Linked DNA regions of Hordeum vulgare: region 2 is linked to region 1. Evidence: chromatin contacts called from public Hi-C data. All regions are on one chromosome and are shown on one strand. The core of a region is the stretch at or near the end of the contact, and the rest is flanking DNA. Distances in the headings are between cores, read along the strand shown.

Evidence for each region. A called contact is a pair of places that touch in the nucleus more often than the background predicts.
Region 2: a Hi-C map of leaf shows a contact between it and region 1, with 4 times the contacts expected there. The contact joins the enhancer-like site here to the promoter of LOC123402394 in region 1. A contact is called at or near these places in 2 of 6 Hi-C or Micro-C datasets (leaf and seedling).

The regions. Positions count from the first base shown.
Region 1 is chr6H:131,329,662-131,332,841 of MorexV3_pseudomolecules_assembly, forward strand. LOC123402394 (probable LRR receptor-like serine/threonine-protein kinase At5g45780) reads left to right here and starts at 1,325. Exons shown (of 11, transcript XM_045096308.1): 1 at 1,325-1,569; 2 at 1,705-1,837; 3 at 1,962-2,033; 4 at 2,775-2,918. The coding sequence starts at 1,443.
Region 2 is chr6H:131,476,819-131,480,121 of MorexV3_pseudomolecules_assembly, forward strand. No RefSeq gene overlaps it. Among protein-coding and RNA genes, the nearest start is that of LOC123402394, 150 kb to the left of the region's middle. Within about 2 kb of position 1,818, at least 1 of the 3 cell types and tissues checked has open chromatin away from gene starts, as enhancers often do. A contact at or near this core is called in leaf, where this site is marked.

The DNA of each region.
Region 1 (3,180 bases), core at 75-2,574:
GGGATTTTCAAATTTGTGTATGAATTAGTTAATTTCAAGCAAGTTGTTTTATCGCGGGTGTAATTAAGGTAGTATAAGAGCAGGTATAATAAAATACAGTTAGATGAGAGAGAAGAGGAGAGAGAAGACTGTAAGGATTAAAACATTATATTTTTGTTGAGTTGGATGAGAGAGAAGAGGAGAGAGAAGGGAAGCGAACTACAGATTAACAGTCGGCTGTAGCAGAGGCTCCAAGAAACATTGTGAGGATGTAAGGTGGGTCATGTATTTATAAAGTAGTACTCCCTCCGTTTCTAAATATAGGTCTTTTTAGAGATTTCACTAGGAGACTATATATAGAGCAAAATGAGTGAATATACACTCTAAAGTATGTCTATATACATCCGTATGTAGTCTTTTAGTGAACCTCTAAAAAGACTTATATTTAGGAACGAAGGGAGTACTTCTTAACAATTTGTTACTATACGTGTTAACTATTAGATCGATTATACTCTCTCCATGACAGTATATTGGACGTATCTCACAGGGCTCTGGGACCAAGATGTTTTTCTATTGGTAGGAAAAACCGAGCCGACGAGCTGTAGAAACGCCTAATTAATCGTAAAACTGACGCATTAGCAACCTCCGTCCACTAAACGAACGACTTCCTCGCATGCATTGGTGAAGACGGTTTCCAAAACATCCTAATTAATAGGCTAATTAATGTCATGCGCCTTATTTTCTTCTAATTATGAAAAATTATCGTTTTTGGGATATGTCCAATATACCATGATGAAGGGAGTATATGACATGGCAACTCCTTAGGCTGGCCATAGTGGAGGTATCATAGCTAGTAACATAGTCTTGGAACTAGTAAACATGGTGATGTGGCAAGTAATTAAAGAAGAGAGAGAGGGTTATAGTAACATAGGTAGATACCGTACCATGTTAAATGCTATGCTACTATGTGTCATGCATGTCAATAAATGAGATCATCTATGATACTAATTTATGATACTATGCACTATGAAGGTACTATCATACAATAGTAACATATGCATGATACTACCATATGTTACTCCCCACTATGAACAGCCTTATAGCCGACCGTTGGCTATACTATTAACCATACTCTAAGAGGTCATATACCTTAAATTAAATTACATGGCTCCTGTAAGAAAAACCAACCAAACAGAACGGAAACAAAACACTGGGCACAAATTCCGGAGCCTCGAGAGCCACCCGTCTGGTCCTCCACTCCATTCCACGGGCTCAGCAATTAAGGCCCAGTTAGCCTCTCCCTTTCTTAATTTAAGATTCCCATTTTTCAGACCAACTCGCATTAATTAAGATTTAAGGCGAGCCTAATTCTACTCCTCAGCGCACGCACTGCGCTCGATAACAGCAGCACCCATGGCCACGGAGCCCGTGCAGAGACGCTCTCAGTCACGCCCCCACTTTCCATGGCGAGACTAACCTTCGCCGCCGGAGCTGGCGCCGTGGTGGTGGTGGCTACCGCGTGGCTCCTCGCCGCTTGTAGTGTAGCGGCCGGGGACCCGCCGCTCTCACCCAAAGGTCTCAACTATGAAGGTATGTGCGCCGCTTGCGGCTGGCGTTGGGCGGGGGTGGCTGGGCTAGGGACGAGGCTAGGGTTTGGGGATTTGGTACTACGTGGAGGATGTTCTCGTGTTAATTGCGCTCGGTGCGCTTTGCGCGGTGTTTCAGTGGCGGCGCTGATGGCGGTGAAGAGCCGGATGCGGGACGAGAAGGGGGTGATGGCCGGGTGGGACATCAACTCCGTTGACCCCTGCACCTGGTCAATGGTCGCCTGCTCCCCCGACGGATTCGTCGTCTCGCTGTGAGATCTCGCTCCCTGATTTGTTGTCTTGCTGTTGGACTGCGCCTGCGCGGATGCTCCTTCTGCCCGTTGTTGTTTTGCTGTTGGTGATGCCGTGCTGTTTTGTTTGGATGTTGGAGTGCAGGCAGATGGCTAACAACGGATTGTCAGGGGCTCTGTCGCCGAGTATCGGGAACCTCAGTTACCTGCAGACAATGTAAGGCCTTGGAAACGAACTCACCTATCCAATCACAGTTCCTGTTTCCTTAGTTCCTTTGACACGGTGTGTCTTGCAACACCGTTCAAGTTTGAAGCTTCCGAGCTTAATCGCTTCAAAATGAGGAGGTTCGTACTTGTGTGTCTAGCCGTTGGAAAATATGAAGCACAACTGCTGTTTAGGTTCAAACAATATTACTGTTTAGGCTATTCCGTCGGTGACTCATTAGTATCAGGATAGTTAGCGAGCTGAAGGTGGGGAACTATACAATATAAGTCTTGCCTTAATAGTTGAATTTATGAAAATCCCAAGCAGGGTCCGTGTGTGCAAACTCTCAAGGCCAGGACAAGAACTGGTGAATAGAATAATGCTGAGAGATCACAGGCGGTACAAGCCCCCCTGAACAAAATTTGTTTTCTTTTTTGGCAAGAATGAATGCTATTGGGCGTACCCTATTCTTTCAGAACTCAACACGGCCAAATCAAGCTTACTTTGTATGATTGACAGCGCAGTCCAGCTAGACTTTCTACTCCTTATTGTACCCATCATACTGTGTCCACCCTACTTAGAACACGTATGTATGCATAATATTTGTTATTACTTGTGCTCCCTCAGTCATGGGATTGTATTCTTTGTACTGTTTGTAGATCTTGTTCCATTGACTCCCATCTGTCCTAACGAAAACGAAATTTACTACCAATGCTTTGTTGCTCAACTTTTTTCTCTGTTGCCCCCCTTCAGGTTACTACAGAATAACAGAATATCTGGTGAAATTCCTCCAGAGACAGGGAAGCTGGCCAATCTGAAAGCTCTTGATCTTTCAGGTAACCAATTTATTGGTGAAATCCCGAATTCGTTGGGGCAGCTGACTCAACTAAATTATCTGTAAGTATATGCTAATCTATTACCTCAAATTGATAGTCTTATCTATTGGATTGTTTATGTCTTGCTGTCTAAAGCACCACTGTGTCTGTTAAATTTACATGCATATGTTACGGATAGAACAGGGTGGATTCTGATTAAGTTTCTTGTGTATGCCTGCCCAAGAACAAAAACTCCTGTGTTGTGAATACAACACATCTGAATGAACTCTTAAGTTTGGTCGTACAATGCCAGATAGATCATGTACAACTAAGCCATAACCACT
Region 2 (3,303 bases), core at 568-3,067, 150 kb after region 1:
CAAGAATCAATCTTTCTTCCTTTGCAGGGTGCAAATAATGTGCCTGTAAATTGTAAGTGATCAAGGACGGGTAATAATAATAAAGATGAAGTTGGAAATATAAAGGTGAATAAACCAACTCAAATAAATATGTGGTAATCTAAATGAGACGTGAGACTATGAGATCAAAAACGTTCTTGGGGGTCCGTAATCCCCTCTAGTGTGCATCTATAGTGGTGCCTAAACACAATGCTACTTCGGATTCCTAAGCTACTTTATATGTTTTTTTGTGGGTGGAGCCAGTACAAATACGTGATACACGTGGCATCTCCGTATCAAATACTGCACCATCGTTCTTCCCCACTCCGGTTACCAAACGGTGGTTTAGGGGAAAGAGGTCCCCGTGGACGCAACCAAAGTGGTCTCTGTTTTATCCGCCGTTGCAACCATCTGCTACAAAGGGAGGTGGGCCATGTCACGTCACCCACCTCCACAACGACACGGTTAGCCAATAGTAATTACTTTCCATTCAAAACCCACATACATTGGTTGGTCGACTGCATCCAACATCAATATGATTGCTAACATAAACATGTAAATAGGATATCAAATACTAATATGAAAAATTATATTATACTAGGGTTCATCCATACCCCGAGAACAAATGGGATTACTCACTCATGAAGGCAACACAAATCATTTCACGAATGATGGAAAACATGAACGAATCACACATGTAATACACAAGTTATTCCTCTAGGGATCTTGAGATTACAATGGAAAAAATGAGGTGGTGGTGATGAGGATGATGATGGAGATGATGTTGAAGCACTCTTGATAGAGATGATGGAGGCATCGCCTCCCTTGACCGGTTCCTCCCTCTGGATCGCTCCGGCGGCTAGGGTTCCTGCTTTTGACAAGTTTCAGGTTTCTCTGGGTCTGTGATCCATGATTTGTCTTCACGGATTGAATATAATGGGTGAGGCAGCGGCGATAGCACTCCATATGATCACTTATACAAGCGCGCGCGGTTGTATGCAACGTCATCTTTTCTTCTGGTTGCCCTGCGGCGGTTGTTACTTTGCCCATTTTGCTTCTTTCTTTTATGGTAGGTGATTATCACCTTAATTGCATGAATCCACTATCATTTTCTGAGATTTCTTCCCTAAACCAATATTTCACAATTACCAATAAAAATGGCAAAAAGAAGTGTGCAAACGCAATAAAATTCCACATGCCCTATAGAGGAGGCATAAAAATACTTGTAAAATAGGCACATAATTTGGACTCATCACCCTCGAGTAGAACCTTCTTGAATGAAACTGAAAAGAAAAAAAATGTATTTGTGTGCTTTTGTGCCATTTCATTTTTTGGTAGCACAAAGGATTAGCAACACAGATGATAAAAATGATTTGCCTCAACAAAATTGGTTCATCTACCTAAGCACCACGCTCAAAACAATAAATTGGGTCTAGGAGTGTATACGCTCTTAAACATGAATGAAGCGCGTGAGAGATAAAATATAGGGTCTTTTACATTTGTGTCTCTAACTCAAAACCACTATTCAGATTTGCCCTAATTTTGTAGCATGTTCAAATTTGCTCCTCCATCATTAGTTATACTTATAGAAATACCATTCCGTGCCGTTTCTGTCCAATGAAAGACGTTTGGCTGCTATGTGGCCGTTTCTTTGACATTTTCGCGTTTGTCTTCACATGCCACTTACTGGTGGGACCCTCTCTAAGAAATAAACTGAAAAATCCCTTTCTCTCATCTCCACTCTCCCACACACACTTACATGTGGGGCCACTCATCCATAGAAAAATGTAAAAAAGGAAAAGAAAAATTATCTCTCTCACCTCTGTCTCTCCCTACCGAACGATAGGCCGACGACCTCTCCCTCTCAACTCCGACGAGCTTGCCGAACGGGCGTTGCCTGTGTCGCTCGCATCACCCGATTCCGATGGCCTCTCTCCCTCGTTCTCTCTCCATCACTCGCTCTTGTTCCCCTCTCCGCCGCTAGGCCTCTCAAGCAAGTACGCCAGAGAGCGCCCCATCGCCGGTGTTTGTCAAGCACGAGGCCAACGGAGCCCGAAGCGCCACCACCTCGCCAGGAAGCTCGTATGCCATGACTTCACCCTGCCAGCCTACTATTTTGACCAGAGACGTCAAGCACAGAGAGCCATGGCACATCTCCCCCGCCTCCGAGCTAGGACCGACGCATTCGATTCGACGACGTTGAAGCACGCCGTCTGGCCCCAGCGGTTCGTGTGGCATCCTGATTTACCACAGAAGACTTGGGATTCCTCCATAGACTGGATGACCTCGGGTCATCGTCCCCATGAACTCCGAGCTTTGCCATGGCAATCATCGCCGAAGTCCTTGCTTCCCTGAGCCCCAGCGGCATCGCCATCATGATCCTACTGAGCTCCTCAACGTCACACGAACGTTTCCCCTCCCCCTCACTGGTACATTGTATCTGCCCCACTTGTGCCGCCCGGATCCGCCGCTGGAATGGTCGCCGCCGTTTTCTCCGGCGAGCATATGGTCCGAAGGCCACATCCCTGGACGCGGTAAAGCCAGGCCTATCTCTCGGCGGGCGTCCACCACGGGATTTAGTTACCACCGACAACCGTCAGCCTAATCCATAGTAAATTAATTAAAGTACTATATAAAAAATATGTCTAGAAAAATAATGGTAAGCCAATGACATGTGGACCCAAATATCTAGTTTGAATAGTCCTATTCTATTTCTTTTTTTGGATGAGTGGCCCCACATATAAGTGTGTGTGAGAGAGGAGGTGAGAGAAAGGGCTCTTTCAGGTCATTTTTAAGGGAAGGTCCCATCAGTAAGTGGCACATGGAGACAGGGGCAAAAATGTCAAATAAATGGTCACATTGCGGTCAAACGGCTTTGACTGGACGAAAACGTCACGAAAGAGTATTTCCATAAGTGTAACTAACAACACGAGGGTAAATTTGAGCATGCTTCAAAATTGGCGACACATTTGAGTAGGTGGTTCGAGTTAGGGATAGAAATGCAAATGTCCCAAAAATATAGGACACAAGTGTGCAACTCCTAAGTGCCTAATTGAAAAGAGGGATGCCTAATTAAAAACCTCAAGGAGGGTGTGTGTGGGGTGGAGGGCAATGACATCAGCCCGGGTCAAAAGGAACTACGTAGCCTGTCGGTTTCTAAATGGCAGTTTCATCACGGATTAGAAAAATCACAAAACTTAGAAAGAGCTCTTTTTTCTAAAATATCCGTCTTTTGGGCTCTCTTCATATTTCCCAACACACTAGCAGAGCAAGAGATTTGGCGTT